Linked DNA regions of Callithrix jacchus: regions 2 and 3 are each linked to region 1. A link is a contact called in public Hi-C data. All regions are on one chromosome and are shown on one strand. The core of a region is the stretch at or near the end of the contact, and the rest is flanking DNA. Distances in the headings are between cores, read along the strand shown. Region 1 overlaps SYN3 (synapsin III). Region 2 overlaps SYN3 (synapsin III). Region 3 overlaps SYN3 (synapsin III).

Region 1 (4,695 bases), core at 970-3,469:
AGGCAAAACCACACATGGTTTATCTTGGTACACTCCCATCCTCCAATTTAGTCTTCAGAAATATGTTGAATGTATAAAAGAATGATGATTGCTATAAAGTGTGTAACTTAAAGACTTTAGAAAATACAGTTTTGTTCAATCCAGTTTCATTCTCAACTATATATTTTTGTGTTCTTTTAACATTAAAAAATGTTATGGCATTTTAGTTCTTAACAAAAGTCAATGTTTTGGTGATGCCCATTATCCAAATATTCTAACTATCCAAAAAAGAGAATCCTGCATAAATAAATAATGCAGTATTGTTTTATTGAGTTATACCTATATGTCCTATGTACTCCACCAAACACTTATTATAGATCTATCCACTCTCACCCATTTCTCTATTTTTCTTTATCTAATGAAGCAGTCCTCATTTGTTCCTTTGAACATCTACCATCTATCCATCCATCCATCCATCCATCCATCCATCCATCCTTCTTTCCATAGACTTTCTTCTACAACCCTGCCTCTGTCTTCCCCATCATCAGTACATGACAACCCTGTCTACCCATTGCTTAAGACAGAAATGTAGACATCATCCTTGATACCTCTTACTCCCTTTCTGTACTCACTGATTCTATATTTTAATTATTTCCCAAATTCACTTACCTGGTCATTTTTCTCCATAAGCACCCTAATCTTGACCTATGATTCATCTCTCTACTGAGAGTCTCTTCACATTTTCTTCATACTATTTATTACAACTATAATTAATTATAATTAGTAACTGTGTTTAATGCCTGTGTATCACTAAACTATAATACAGCTCCTTGAGGTCAAAAACAACCTATTGTCTTCATCATTTTCTTCCCAACACCTACCAGAGTGCTTAACACTTAGTAGGAGCTCAATTAGTATTTGTTGAATGAATACATGAGTAAAGGGACCAATGAAAAAACACTTGTTGAGTACCAACTCTGTGCCTGAAACTCTGCTATAGAGTTTAACCTACAGCCTTTCTCATTTAACGCTCACAACTACCACCATGAAGTAGGTATTATTATTTCCAACCTATAGATGAAGAAACTGAAACCCTGAGAGACTAAATACTTTGCCTAAGGGATTTGAACCCAGGACTTCTAATTGCATATTTGTGCTTTTGCTCATCTCTGAAAAATAGCAGTGAAAATTGGGGTCTTTCTGGGTTTAGATATCATCTCACAAAAAGTAACAAAAGTTTCCATTTTCTCTTTTTGATTATTGGTATGATGACACTAATAGTTCTTGGTGACTTGCTGTGAACTGGGCATGGTGTTAAGCATTTCCACAAACCTTCTCTGGTACGGAGACAGCTCTTTGCTTCCTAATATTCATTCTCTCCTTTTTCCGCAGTAAGAGAGTTTACAGACTGGTACATAAAAATGTGCATCCCAATGCTCCCATCAGCTGGGTGCAGCCACATGATGATATCTAATGGATAATTTTTTAAGCATTAAAGAATCTTCTTAGTCTTCTATTCTTTTCCTTGGAAGATTGGTATCATCAGCCATTTTTTTAGCCTTCCATTTGTGAAAGAATCCTTTCTATGAATTCACTAACTGCTTCAGCCTGTCTGCTTCCAAAGTCTCTCTACCTATTCTTAGCTGATGACGGTGGAGTTAATTTCTCCCCAAGACTGACTGACAGCTCTGATATTAGCACCACTTTTTCTTATATCCTGATGGGCTTAGATGTCAACTAGGCAGGACTTTAGTAGGAAAGGAACTATTAGTGGGACTCAGAAGCAAGATTTTTATTTTTTTCTCTCAGCAATGGTCTTCAATAAAATACCTGTGTGGACAGCCTCATGCAAAGAGAATCTTTTCACACGGTTTGTGAACTTTATCAGGAATCCTTAAAGGTAGTATCAGCAAATTCCAGACACCAGGACAGGTCCATGTCTAGTATTTGCAGCATCTGGGGCAAAGCAACAAATGGAAACCTATGTGTCATATGTCTAATATTTAAAATTGACAAAATCAAGCCAGCAAACATTCGAATAAAAGATGTCTGTCTCCCTTCCTTGACAGACACAACTTCATAATGACCTTAAAGACTCAGAATGTAGACTTCTCAGAATTTTTTGCACTCTACCCAGCACATGGCAGCATGGGGATTGACACCTTTTGGTTCTCAGACCTTACCCAAGATCCTCCCTAATTCTCCACCCACTCTCCTCTGTCCTGCACCATTGAGGCTCCTGGTGGGGGTATGTAGATGGCCCAGACCACGTGGCCAAGCTTCTTCTACTCCCTTCCCCTCCCCAAATGGTTGTCCTTGGCCACCCCATAAAGGTTGGACCAAGGAATTGGCCTTATATAGGACCTGAAGTTGAGCTAAGGTCTCTTTGAGGAGGAAATTCTAGAGTTTGGGTACACAGGTCAGGGCCTAAGAGTACAATTTGCAGGGTCTTTGTAGGTACATCCCCTCTGTCCTAACTCCTCGTCCTGTCAAGAGAGGTGTGGCTAATAAGGGCCAGAGCAGGATCCAAGGTAGGTGTCCCTCTTGGATTTAAACAAGTCATTTGCTTTTAATCCAAGCTCCAAATTTAAAAGAAGTACTGGCTGGGCCTGGAAATGGGAATGGTAACCTATGATTACAATCACTAGCATACTGGAAAAAAACATGGATTTGCAATCATACGGGCTTGGGCAAAATCTTAGCTCTGCTATTTGCTGACCATGTGTTCTAAGACAAGACACTTAGCCTTCAGTTTCCTCATTTGTCAAGTGGTGATAGTCACAACCAGGGAAGGGTGTGGTAAGAAAGTGACTTAATCCTCTATGCAACAAGGAGGAAAACACAGTGGATTCAGGACAGAGAGCCTGGATACGACCCCAACTCCTCCACTCACTTGTGCAAGCTTGGGTAAGTCAAACTCCACATGCCTCAGTTTCTACACTTAGAAAATGATAATAGTAGCAGCTACCTCACAGAGTTGTTATGAGGATTACATGGAATAAGACATACAAAACACTTAAAATAGTCCCTGGCATATAGTAAGCTCCAAAGTGTATAGCCCACAGCCTGATACAGAATCCACAACAGCAAAGAGCTATCGAGTGTTTACCCTGTGCCTAGTGGGGGCTGCGTTGTGGGGACCCACAAATAAACAAAGCAATCTTACCCTCTTGAGGATGACAAAGCAGAATTATGGTTCACCTCACTTTGATCTGTACCAGAAGTGCAAGGAATGATGGCTGGTGATGGGGATAAAGAGGTGGCCTTGGTCTATAAGGACAGCCAGCCCCTTCACATCCTTCTTCCTATTTGACCTTCATGCCAACCCTGAGGGGTGGTAGGGCAGGGATCACTCCCCATATGTTCCAGATGGAGAAGTCTCTGCTCAAAGTCACATGAGTGATCTGGGTATTCAAACACTAGATGGAAGAATTTCCAGCCTCTCCTGGAGATACTCTCTAAGTGATCTTTAGGTTTTTTGGATCCAGTCCAGAGCCCTGGCATCCTTCATCATCTGGAGCCTGCTGGCTGGGGTCCACTTACCCCTTTCACTTCCGTCTACCTCATGGCCACATTCAACTTCCTGCGCTTCTCTAAATACTCCCTGTGCTGTCATGCCTCTAAGCCTCTGCACAGGCCATCCTCTCTGCTTGGCGCTTCTTTGGTTGCCTCTTTCTCGTGTTCCAAGATCCCCATGAGTGATATCTACTCTGCTGAGTATTCCTTGATAGCACCCCTTCCCTGGCTGAGCTGAGTGTCCTCCCTTCCTACAGGACGGTGCACTGACAGACATTCCAGCCCTTACCACTCCACGTTGTCACTACGCATCACTTATCCATCCTCTGCCCCCAAACATCTAGTCTATGAGCTCCTGGAAACTAGAAACTGAGTCTCAATGCTCAATGTGTCTCCAATATCCGGCATTATGAGCTAGGGCCGAGGACATAGGCTTAACAAATGTTTGCTGACCCCGTAAAGAACAACTGTCTGTAGGGTGGCCTTTCCTGGAGACACTTGACTGCCATCTACTGGCACACCAATGTAATAAATTTACAGATCTACAGCCATTGCGATGTGGGGGCATGTTCTGAGGCCAACCTACACAACTGGCAGCCCTCAACTTGATTCTAACCTGGAACCCAAAGCACTTTGCACTACTACTAATACCACCCAAGCAGCTGTGGTCTCAATGAGGCCTCACCTTCCCAGGAGAAACATTTGTTTTGCCCATCTCTGGAATGTTTACCGCAGGGCCTGGCAGACAGACTGGGGCTGAAGCTGAGGGTCAGGCAGTCCATCCCCCTGCCTGGCTGCAAGTCAGAAGTCTGTCTCCTGATGGGCCACACAGACTGCTGCCTCCTTGCTGGGGGCTCATTCAGGCTTGAGCCACCTCTAAATGGTTCTGTCTGGCAGAGGGAAGAGTAGGGATGGTCTGGAATTCTAGATGCCTTTGGGGGCTGGGGTTGCTGCCTCTGTAATTGACTGGCTGTTTGACCTCAGGCAAAATGGATGGACCTGCTGTGTCTAAGGGCTTTGTCTCTCATGGCTGTCTCCTTTCCTCATGCTCTAATATGTTCAATCTCATAACGAGCTCCCTGAATACCTCAGCCAATCAATCAAGTCCTTGGCCTGGGAAAGAAGGTGGGGGGAGCTCTGGATTCCATGAAGATTCTGTCTCTGTGGGTGGCCTCATATTTTACTGCCACATCTGAGGCC
Region 2 (4,695 bases), core at 914-3,413, 410 kb before region 1:
TCCCCTGCTCTGGACTCGTTAGGTTTTCTCTCTTCTCCAGGTTCTTATGTATTCCCTCTACCTACTCTTTACCTGGCCAACTCCTTTTCATCCAGCAGGGAACGGTTAAGTAGGTCTTCCTCCAGGAAGCCCTTTCTGACTGTGCAAGCTCTATGAGCCACCTCACATCTGTAGTGTGCCGGCCTCACTTGGTTTCACACTGGACAGCTTATCCACAGCACTGTCACCCCCTGCTTACTATGTCTCCACAATCAGACTGTGAGCCCCCAAGGTCAGGCATGGGCCTGCATCCTGTTAAACAGGTGTGCTGCCAGTAGATATCTGTGTAGTGGAGGAATAAGAGGCCCTTGCAATAAGCCCTGCTCATAAGGATAAGGATACTAAGAAGCGCTGTATTTTATGGGGGACTTCCGATGTGCTATGCACTATTCTAAGCATCAGGTATGGAGGATCTCTAATAAACCTCAGAATAGCTCTTTGAGGCAGGTACTATTATCCTCATTGTAATGATAAGGAAGCAGAGGGTCAAAGAAGTGGCAAGGTCAAGGACACAGCATCCAGAACCCATGTTCCTCCCACTGCATCAGGCTAATTCCCACTAACCATTGGAGCAGCACACCAGGGTAAGAACTGGGAAGAGGGAACCTGGGTTCCAGGCTTAGCTTCTGTGGTGGACTTGCTGTGTGGTCTTGAGCAAGTTTCTTTTCCTCTACAGGCCTATTTTTTTTCTCAACAGTGAACTGAGGGGTTTGGGCAGCTGCTAAGACCCTTCCAGCTAGGACTTGCAGGGATCTGTGAGTTTAAGCACCCACTTTGATTAGGAAACTGAAAGGCTAGCTTCAGAAAGTGAATACTACTTCTAGAAGAGTCCTGAGCTCTGTGCAGGTGGTACCTGAGATTCGGGACTCTGGGATCCCAGTGCCCCCAACAGGGACAGTCTCTCAGTCACCACTGGCTGAGCTCTGACTGTGGAGTCTGCCCCGAAGGTACACAGGCTTCCTGCAGGCTGCCTGTCCTCTCTCCCCCTGCCCTGCCCACCCCATTTTACTCCAGTCTGTTTCCTACATTCCTTGCAGTGGAAAACAGCCACAAGGAAGCTGAGGTTCATTTTGGAATCCCCAGGGTAGACACGGCCAAAGGAAGTGGCTGTGCTGGTCTCCCCAGGGAAACATTTTCCAGTGAGCCAAGTCATTCCCCGGACAGGTCAGAGAGGACAAGTTCAAGGGTCTTTCCCCATGAGTATTTCACTGTGAGGCTCTTCACAAAACATTTCACACACATTTTCTGTTCTCATCACAGAGGTGGCTGAAGAAACCAGTGTTTTGGGACCTCTTCTGCCTTTTTTTTCCCCTAACTGGGGGAAAATACCTTTTATATTTCTGGTAACAAGCTTCCCATCTCCCCTGACCCCACTCCAAACTCAAAAGCAAAGGAAACAGCTCTGCAATGTTTTTGTGGGGGAAAAAAATCTGAAAAGCTATCTTTCATTTTTCCTCTGGAACATTTTTGGGAGATGTTGTTTTCTTGTTTTTTGAAGTCCAAGCCCACTACTTTTACTTTTTTTTTTTTTTTAAATGTGAAAGGTCTTTCATCCCCAACCCTCTGAATGGCTAAAGGCAGGAAGCCTGGGCCCATGAGCACAGAATTTTTTTTTTTTTTCCTAAGCGTGAAAGCTGAGACTCGGAGAGGCAGGAGCTCAAAGAGAGTGCTGGTGCAAGGGAGGAGCTGGCTTTTGGGGGTCAGGGGAGTCCAGGAGCTCCAGGAGACAGGCCCCTGCCCCTGTGTTTGCCATTGTACTGTGTTCACCGGCGTGGGGGCTGGCTCCCAGAGCAGCGGCTCAGTGAATCAGTGAATGAGGGCTTGTGTGCCAAATCTGGGTTCATGTCTGGTGGTCCCCGTGAGGGGATGCAGAGGAAGGAGGGCTGGGTGGGGTCTTAGGAGCTGCTGTGCTGGTGGTTCTGGCCCTACCTCTGGTCTGAAGCTCCCACGGTATCCCCAGGAAGGTGGGGACCAGCTCCTCCTGGGAGGAGGAATACAGGTCAAGGAATCTGTTCCCAGCCCCTTCCATGGCTCCTCGGAGAAGGGGCTACTGGGGGAGTTTCAGGTGTGGCAGCTGGAGGGAAGGCCATTCCCGGCCTTGAGAAGAGAGCTGTTCTCCAGAGTGGGACTGGGTCTACTAATACAGATGCAGCTCTTCCTGCAGGAGCCTCCTGGCCTCTCTGGGGAGGAGACAGAGCTGTGTTCATCCTGGACTCCCTCCTCCTACCTCCAAGGCCTGGGCATGAACACCCTTCTGGCATGGCTGGGCTCCCACCCACTGAGTCACCTGGTCCTGCTCAGCCGTGGGCCCCTGGGGAGTGAGGTAGACATGAGGGACGAGAGGACCAGCTGGCTCCTGTGGTTACCCCAGCCATGTGCTTCCCATTAGCCGCCCACGCCCCAGGGAGGGGACAGCCACAGGGCTCTCCCTCACGTGTCCTGGCCTTGCGTTAGCACCGCCCATGGGAGGAGAGGGCTGAGAGCAGAGCTGGGGCTGAGAGTGTGGACATGGGAAGTTATAGAGGTGGGAGAGGCCAGAGGGGCCTTTTCAGGGGAAAGCAGGGGAGGTGGAGAGCCATGGGGTGTGGGGTAGGGGGCAGGGAAGAGGGGCTGGGGAGGGGATGGGAGGGTTGTGGGATCCTGAGAGACACCAGAAGGACATGGAGGTGAGGTGGGGGGTGGTGGGATTCAGGGAAGCATGGAGAGGAAGCAGCAGGGATGGGAGGCTGGAGGATTGGGAGGGTCTTGAGAGAGTCCAGGACTCACAGCCCCTCTGTGAGCCCTCTCTTACCATTCTGTTTCCCTACATCTTTCCCTCTATTCATATCCCTGCACCACTCCAGCCTTCTTCCAAACCCTCAATGCTCGGCCACTGTTTCTCACCCTCTTCCCTACCAGCCTGTGCACCCCCTGTCTATCATGTCCATGCTGCATCCCCAGAGCCACACCCATGCCTAGCCCATGGGAGCCCCCTAAAGTCATGTTTGTTGAATGAACAAATGATAGACTCTTTGTATGGTGACCAAGGATGGGTGCCCATTTTACATGCTTGGACACTGAGGAAATGGAAGGGGCCTCATGGGACAGAATCCTGCTGACACTTGGCCAGATGCTCTCTCCCTTCCCTTAGGCCTGGGAGTTGGGGACGTTGTTAAACCTCATGCCCAGAGGTCTCCCGGCTCAGTTTTGAGTCATGGCATGAAGGCTTTCGATGCCTCTAAGTGTGAGAAGGAGCCTCCAGAAGCAGCTCACTGAGACCTGGGCTGCATGTGCCCCAGAGCCAGGACACAGCTGATGGTGCCAAAGACCATGCTGGGATTCCCTCCTGCTGGCACGCCTGCCAGGCTGGACCAGCCAGGAGGACTGCCTACTTCATCTCTCACCTCTATGATGTAATCTCTGCCGTCCTTGCTGTGGACGGCCTTGACAGCACAGATGTCCAGGCCGCCAAACATCTCCGAGCAGCTGTCCACCCACAGCCTGTACCTGCAGGGACAGATGGACAGACAGTGAAGTGGCCTGGGAAAGTGGGGAAGTGGGGTAGAGGGAGAGAAGTTGATTCACATAGAAAAACAGGCAGGGAGAGACAGTGACACACACATCCAGAGATGGAGAGAGGCAGAGAAGCAGCAAGAGAGACAGAAAGACAGAGAGAGAGTTGGAGTGCAAGACTCAGAGACAGAGAGGGAGGGAGGGAGGCAGGGACACAGATGACAGTGAGAGAGAGACCCAGAGAAAGAACAAGAGAGAGCCAAGAAGGAGGGGAGATAGGCAGGGCGAGGAAGACAAGGAACCACATTTGGGAGAGATCTCCCCCAACCCCAGGACTTGCTGGCTCTACAGTAATGGGGAGCTTGCCTCGCCCCCATCCAGAGCCATCCCAGACACTCAGCCACCTGTGTCTCTTTTCCCTTGGGAAAGCTGCTCTAAGGGCTCCAGAAATCCCTCCCAGGCTGCCCTTCCAGTCCCAGCCCTGGCTGGACCAAAGGCTGTGGGGAACAAAGGGTGCATTTTCCCCTGGCCCGGGGCGGTTAGGCTGGGGAGCCTGGCAGGCTGCTTCTGCCCGGCCCTCTAGACCCACTGCTTTTGTTCCCTTTCCAGCCACTTGATGTCTGCAAGGCCAGTTTGCTTTGCTGGGGACAGATCTCAGCACTGGACTTTGACCCTGTAACAAGGGGGTGGTTGTATCTGAAGAAACTGTCCCAGCTTGCACTTAGCTTCCCTTGTGGGATGGATTTGGGAGTCACAGTGGACTCTGTCTGGGAAATGTGAATGTTCTTGCTTCTCTACCCACTCTCCAGGGTCACACAGGGCATGCCTCCTCTCACATTGCTTTGTGTTCTGAGCCATAAGTGCTGGGATGAGGAGGAATTGTGGCTGGAATGCTCTCAGAATGGATTCTCCTCTTATCCACCAAGGCCTACCGAGGCCCAGCTCACACATCAAGGCAGTAAGAACACCAGGATTACCTAGATCTCCTTGGCTCCCAGTCCAGTTTTCTCATTCAGCTGTAGCAAGGAGCATGTGAGATCATCAAAGTAAAAGGAAGGATGGAAACTCACACCCATGGAGCTCCTGCTATGTTCCAGGCATTCTGGGCCTGGAGACTCCTCATTCCCTCAAATCCTAGCACAACTTTATGAGGAAGGTTTTAAC
Region 3 (4,695 bases), core at 1,162-3,661, 300 kb before region 1:
ATTCAATGTTTTCATATTTGCATTTAAAATTTTGCATTGCATAATGTAAAAGTAAATGGTAAAATCCATACTAATAATGTAAAACTTCATTTATGTATTTTAACTAGAATGATATTAGATAGCAATTAAAAAAGCACTAAGACAAGTCAAGTGAGAGACAGTGGAAGAAAAGAAAAAGGTTTATATTTAGTATCTTTAACAGCATTTCCCCTGACACAACACATTTTGAAAAAGGAATCCTGCAAATTATGTAGCCGTCCTGACTGAGAAAGTAAAATGTCTTTGAATTTTAGGCTTGGGAAGAGACTATGAAAAGTGTCTCAGGGAACCCTGCTCTGCTCACCACCCACCATATTTCATGTGAAGATGCAGAGAGCTGCAGAGGATATTAAGGTCACACAGGGAGCAAGTAGATAAACCAAGACTGGTGCCCATGCTGTCTCCATTCCTTCCTAGTCTAGCTTTCTTCACCTAATATATGCTCTTCCTTCTGTCAGAAATCCCACCTCATGACTAGGAGATAAGATTTCCCCTTTGCAAGTGAAACCATTCAATCAGTCCTTGGCTGATGATGTGCAAAGTGATATGACTTCCATCCAAGGCTAGGGAGACTTGACCAGCAGTTGGTTAAAAGTAATAAATTATTTTCAGGGGAAAATCAAGTGGTCAGCATTTTAGTCCTTGTTTTTCCTGACCTAACAGCAGTATTTATTTATTTATTATTTTGCATTTCCATAGGTTTTGGGGGGAACAGGAGGTGTTTGGTTACATAGATAAGTTCTTCAGTGGTGATATCTGAGATTTTGGTGCATCCATCACCTAAGCAGTATACACTGTACTCTATTCGTAGTCTTTTATCCCTCAACCCCTCCCACCCTTTCCTTCCAAATCCCCAAAGTCCCTTGTATAATTCTTTTTTTTTTTGACAGAGCCTGCTCTGTCACCCACGTTAGAGTGCAATGGCACCATCTTGGCTCGCCACCACCTCTGCCTCCTGGTTCAAGGCATTCTCATGCCTCAACCTCCCACATACCTGGGACTACAGACATGTGCCACCATACCTAACTAATTTTTGTATTTTTAATAGAGACAGGGTTTTGTCATTTTGGCCAGGCTGGTCTTGAACTCCTGGTCTCAGGTGATCCACCTGCCTTGGCCTCCCAAAGTGCTGGGATTACAGGGATGTGCCACTGCACCTGGCCCATTGTATCATTCTTACGCCTTTACATCCTCATAGCTTAGCTCCCACTCATGAGTGAGAACATATGATGTTTGGTTTTCCATTCCCAAGTTACTTCATTTAGAATAATGGTTTCCAATTCCAGGTTGTTGCAAATGCCATTATTTTATTCCTTTTTATGGCTGAGTAGTATGCCATGGTATATACCACAGATTTTTATCCATTAATCTCGTTGATTAATGAGCCTTTGGGCTGGTTTCGTATTTCTGCAGTTGCAAATAGTCAGCAGCAGTGTTTAATCACATGCTCTTCTATCAAACACTCATGTCTTTTAGACCTTTAGGATCCAATGTCCTACCTTGCTAGCTCATGTCTTTTGGCCTTTAGGACCCAATGTCCTACCTTGCTAGCTGGTCCCCATCACAGGCTCCCCGCTCCCACCTTCCTGACTTTGTAACAGTGTCTCAGGGGTCAACTCTCAGACCTTTTCTCTTTTTCTGTCCATGCTCATTCCTTTGGTAACCTCATGTAGCCTAATGACTCTTAATGCTATCTATATGCTGATGACTCATCTGTTTATATTTCTAGCCCTGACCTCTCCCTGAATTTGTTCTAACATGTCCAACTGCTTACTTGACAGCACTCTGATGTCTAAAGAAACCACACATTAATATCTGTAACTGAGCCTTTGACTCTCCCCAGCTCCAAACTGAGTTCTACTTCCGTTAATGGCAGCATCAGGTCAAAACTCTACAGCTATCTTGATGCTTCCTCATCTCTTACACCTCACACCCAATTCATGAGCAAATCCTAAAGACTCTACCTTCAAAATACATTCAGAATATGGTAATTTTCCACTACCATTACTGCTTCACCTTGGTCCAAGTTACCTGCATTATGCCAGTAACCTTTGGATTGGTCTCATTTTGGTCCTTATCTCTCTCTTACACAGAAGGATCTCCTTGAACCACATGTCAGAGTGTGTCAGTCCTCTATTAAAAACCTCTCAATGGTTTATCATCTTATTCTAAAAAACGGCCCAAACCAAACAAACAGCAAAGCAGCCACAGAACCTGATAGCAGTCAGCCCCCAGGGTTTTAGGACCTTATCTTTTTTGTCCCCTTTGTCCACTCTTTCACTCTGCTCTGGCCATGTGACCTTCTTGTTCTCCTAATTCACTGAGGACTCTCCCACCTCAGGCCCTTTGTCACTGCTGCCCCTCTCCCTGGAATGCTCTTCCCCAGGAATCTGGAAGGCTCCTTCCTTCACTTGCTATGGGTCATTATCACCCTCTCATGAGGCCTTTTCTAGTTACCTTGTTTAACACAGCAGCCCCTTTTGCTCCCCATGAACATTACCCATCTCCTATCCCTGATTTTTACTCCCAAAGCACTTATCTCCATCTAACATGCCATCTAGTTGACTTTATTTTCTGTTTATTGTCTGTTTCCCCCTGTTGAAATGTGATCGCTTGTTTGTCTGTTTTGTTCAAGTATCTAAATCTGCCTTGTAGTGGGCTGTGGTCTAAGTAACATTATGGCCAAGAATTTACCAAAGAATAATGAACTACCTCCCCACCTCGACAAAGCTCCAAGAATGTCTTTGACTCCATATTCCAGCCTCTACCTGGAATGTCCTTTGTCTGTTTCTCTGAATACCATGCCATCCTTCAAGGTCTGGTTGAAAAGTGACCTCCTCATGGAAGCCTTCCCCAATCTTCTCCTTTCCCGACCTGAATTGACTTTTACTTTTCCAAAAAACTAAGCAAAATGCAGAAGGAGAGCTCTCTTATATGATGTATTACAGAGATTAAAATGAACACACACCAAAGTATACAGTGGTATGTATTTGGAAGGCAACCCAGCAATTTGGCAAATTGAAATGTGCATCCCCTTTGACCCAGCAATCCATTTCAAGGAACTTGTCCTACCCAGAACCTGAGCAAGGGTGCAAAGACACGCATGCCACGACTTTGCAACACTTTTCTATGATCAACAGGGGCTCGTTTAATAAACTTTAGTACCATAGGCTACTGCAGGCTGATGGAAAAAATATGTCAAGATATTTGTCATCTTGAAAAAACTAAGTGTCAAATGATATGCATAGTATAATCCCTTCAGTCTTACAGAAAACATCCTGGAAGGAAGGAGAGAAGAAAGAAAGGGGAAAATGGAGGGAGGGAAGAAGAAGGAATGAAGAAGGAAGTAAGGGAGGAAGGGAGTGAGTGAGTGAGGAAGACGTAATGAAAGAAGAAAGTAAGGAAGGGAGGAAGGAAGAGAGATTGTATGTTGCCCTGCCTGAGATTTGGCTCTTAAGTCTGCGAATAAGACAAAAAGGGACATAATTTAGCTGGGTGCAATGGCACATGCCTGTACTACCAGCTACTCAAGAGGCTGGGCAGGAGGATCACTTGAACCTGGGAGGCAGATGTTGCAGTGAACCGAGATTGTGCCACTGCACTCCAGACTGGCAGCCTAGGTAACAGAGCAAGACTCTCAAAAAAAAAATGAGGAGTGAATCAGACTTGCTCTTATAAGGGTCTTATCAGGGGATATTTTTCTCTAATAAAATAGGGGTGGGATAATAAAATTTTTTGGGTTAGTATAATGGCACTGTTCCATGAAGACCTCAGGGAGTCAAGCTCCTTCTAGCTTGTTGCTTTCATTGCATTCTCAGTTTTCTTATCTGAAAAGAAAAGAAACTCTTTCTTTTCTGCCAGAGCAGAGTGAAAGAGTGGACAAAGGGGACAAAACGGGTAAGGTCCTAAAACCCTGGGCTGACTGCTCTCAGGCTCTGTGGCTGCTTTGCTGTTTGTTTGGTTTGGGCCGTTTTTTACAATAAGATGATAAACCATTGAGAGGTTTTTAATAGAGGAGTGACACACTCTGACATGTGTTGGGGGAGCTTTCTAGCTTGTCATTCCTTATGGGGCAGCAGGTTGATGAGGATTAGGGAGAAAAATCTTTGGGAAGAGAAAAATGGAACCCCATGGTCTATTCCTGAATTCTCCAAGGGATCCATTTGGTCCCAACCTCCAAGTAAGGTTCATTATATCTTCTCTAGCTTTAAACATTACTTCTCTAGTTTGAAGTCATAAACACTAGTGTATGCAAATTAGGCATCAGAGAAAAGAGAAGGGCTGTCATTTGCAACAGTTAGAGTGACCACTAGAAAGATGGCAGAACCTGTCAAAGAAGAAAGCATAACAGTGACAGTAATCATGGGGACATTGTTCTCTAATGCCCATTCTCACTTTTTCCAAGGTTAAAAAACTCTTAATTTGTAGTTTTATACATGGTTGTCCAGAGTCAAGGCTATATTTTCCAGACTGTTTTCAAATTAGTTGTAGCCTGTGATTATGTTCTTGTGAGTAAGATTTAAGTGGAAGTGTCATCTGACAACTTCTGGGAGACTTCCTTAGAGGGGAGCTGATGCATTCTCTCCCTTCTTTTTCATTCTTTTTTTCTTCCTGTTGGCTGACATGCAGATGGGATGGCAGGATAAGGCAGCCATC

Evidence for each region. A called contact is a pair of places that touch in the nucleus more often than the background predicts.
Region 2: a Hi-C map of skeletal muscle shows a contact between it and region 1, with 17 times the contacts expected there. The contact joins two enhancer-like sites. A contact is called at or near these places in 2 of 3 Hi-C or Micro-C datasets (both in skeletal muscle).
Region 3: a contact with region 1 is called in a Hi-C map of skeletal muscle, with 4 times the contacts expected there. The contact joins two enhancer-like sites. A contact is called at or near these places in 2 of 3 Hi-C or Micro-C datasets (induced pluripotent stem cells and skeletal muscle).

Annotation. Positions count from the first base shown.
Region 1 is chr1:203,084,380-203,089,074 of calJac240_pri, reverse strand. The region is part of intron 2 of SYN3 (synapsin III); the gene reads right to left. Among named protein-coding and RNA genes, the nearest start is that of SYN3, 68 kb to the right of the region's middle. Within about 2 kb of position 2,219, at least 1 of the 16 cell types and tissues checked has an H3K27ac peak or open chromatin away from gene starts, as enhancers often do. A contact at or near this core is called in skeletal muscle, where this site is marked.
Region 2 is chr1:203,494,674-203,499,368 of calJac240_pri, reverse strand. SYN3 (synapsin III) reads right to left here. Exons shown (of 16, transcript XM_078339168.1): 12 at 3,423-3,525. Among named protein-coding and RNA genes, the nearest start is that of FBXO7, 50 kb to the left of the region's middle. Within about 2 kb of position 2,163, at least 7 of the 16 cell types and tissues checked have an H3K27ac peak or open chromatin away from gene starts, as enhancers often do. A contact at or near this core is called in skeletal muscle, where this site is marked.
Region 3 is chr1:203,380,612-203,385,306 of calJac240_pri, reverse strand. The region is part of intron 7 of SYN3 (synapsin III); the gene reads right to left. Among named protein-coding and RNA genes, the nearest start is that of TIMP3, 120 kb to the right of the region's middle. Within about 2 kb of position 2,411, at least 2 of the 16 cell types and tissues checked have an H3K27ac peak or open chromatin away from gene starts, as enhancers often do. A contact at or near this core is called in skeletal muscle, where this site is marked.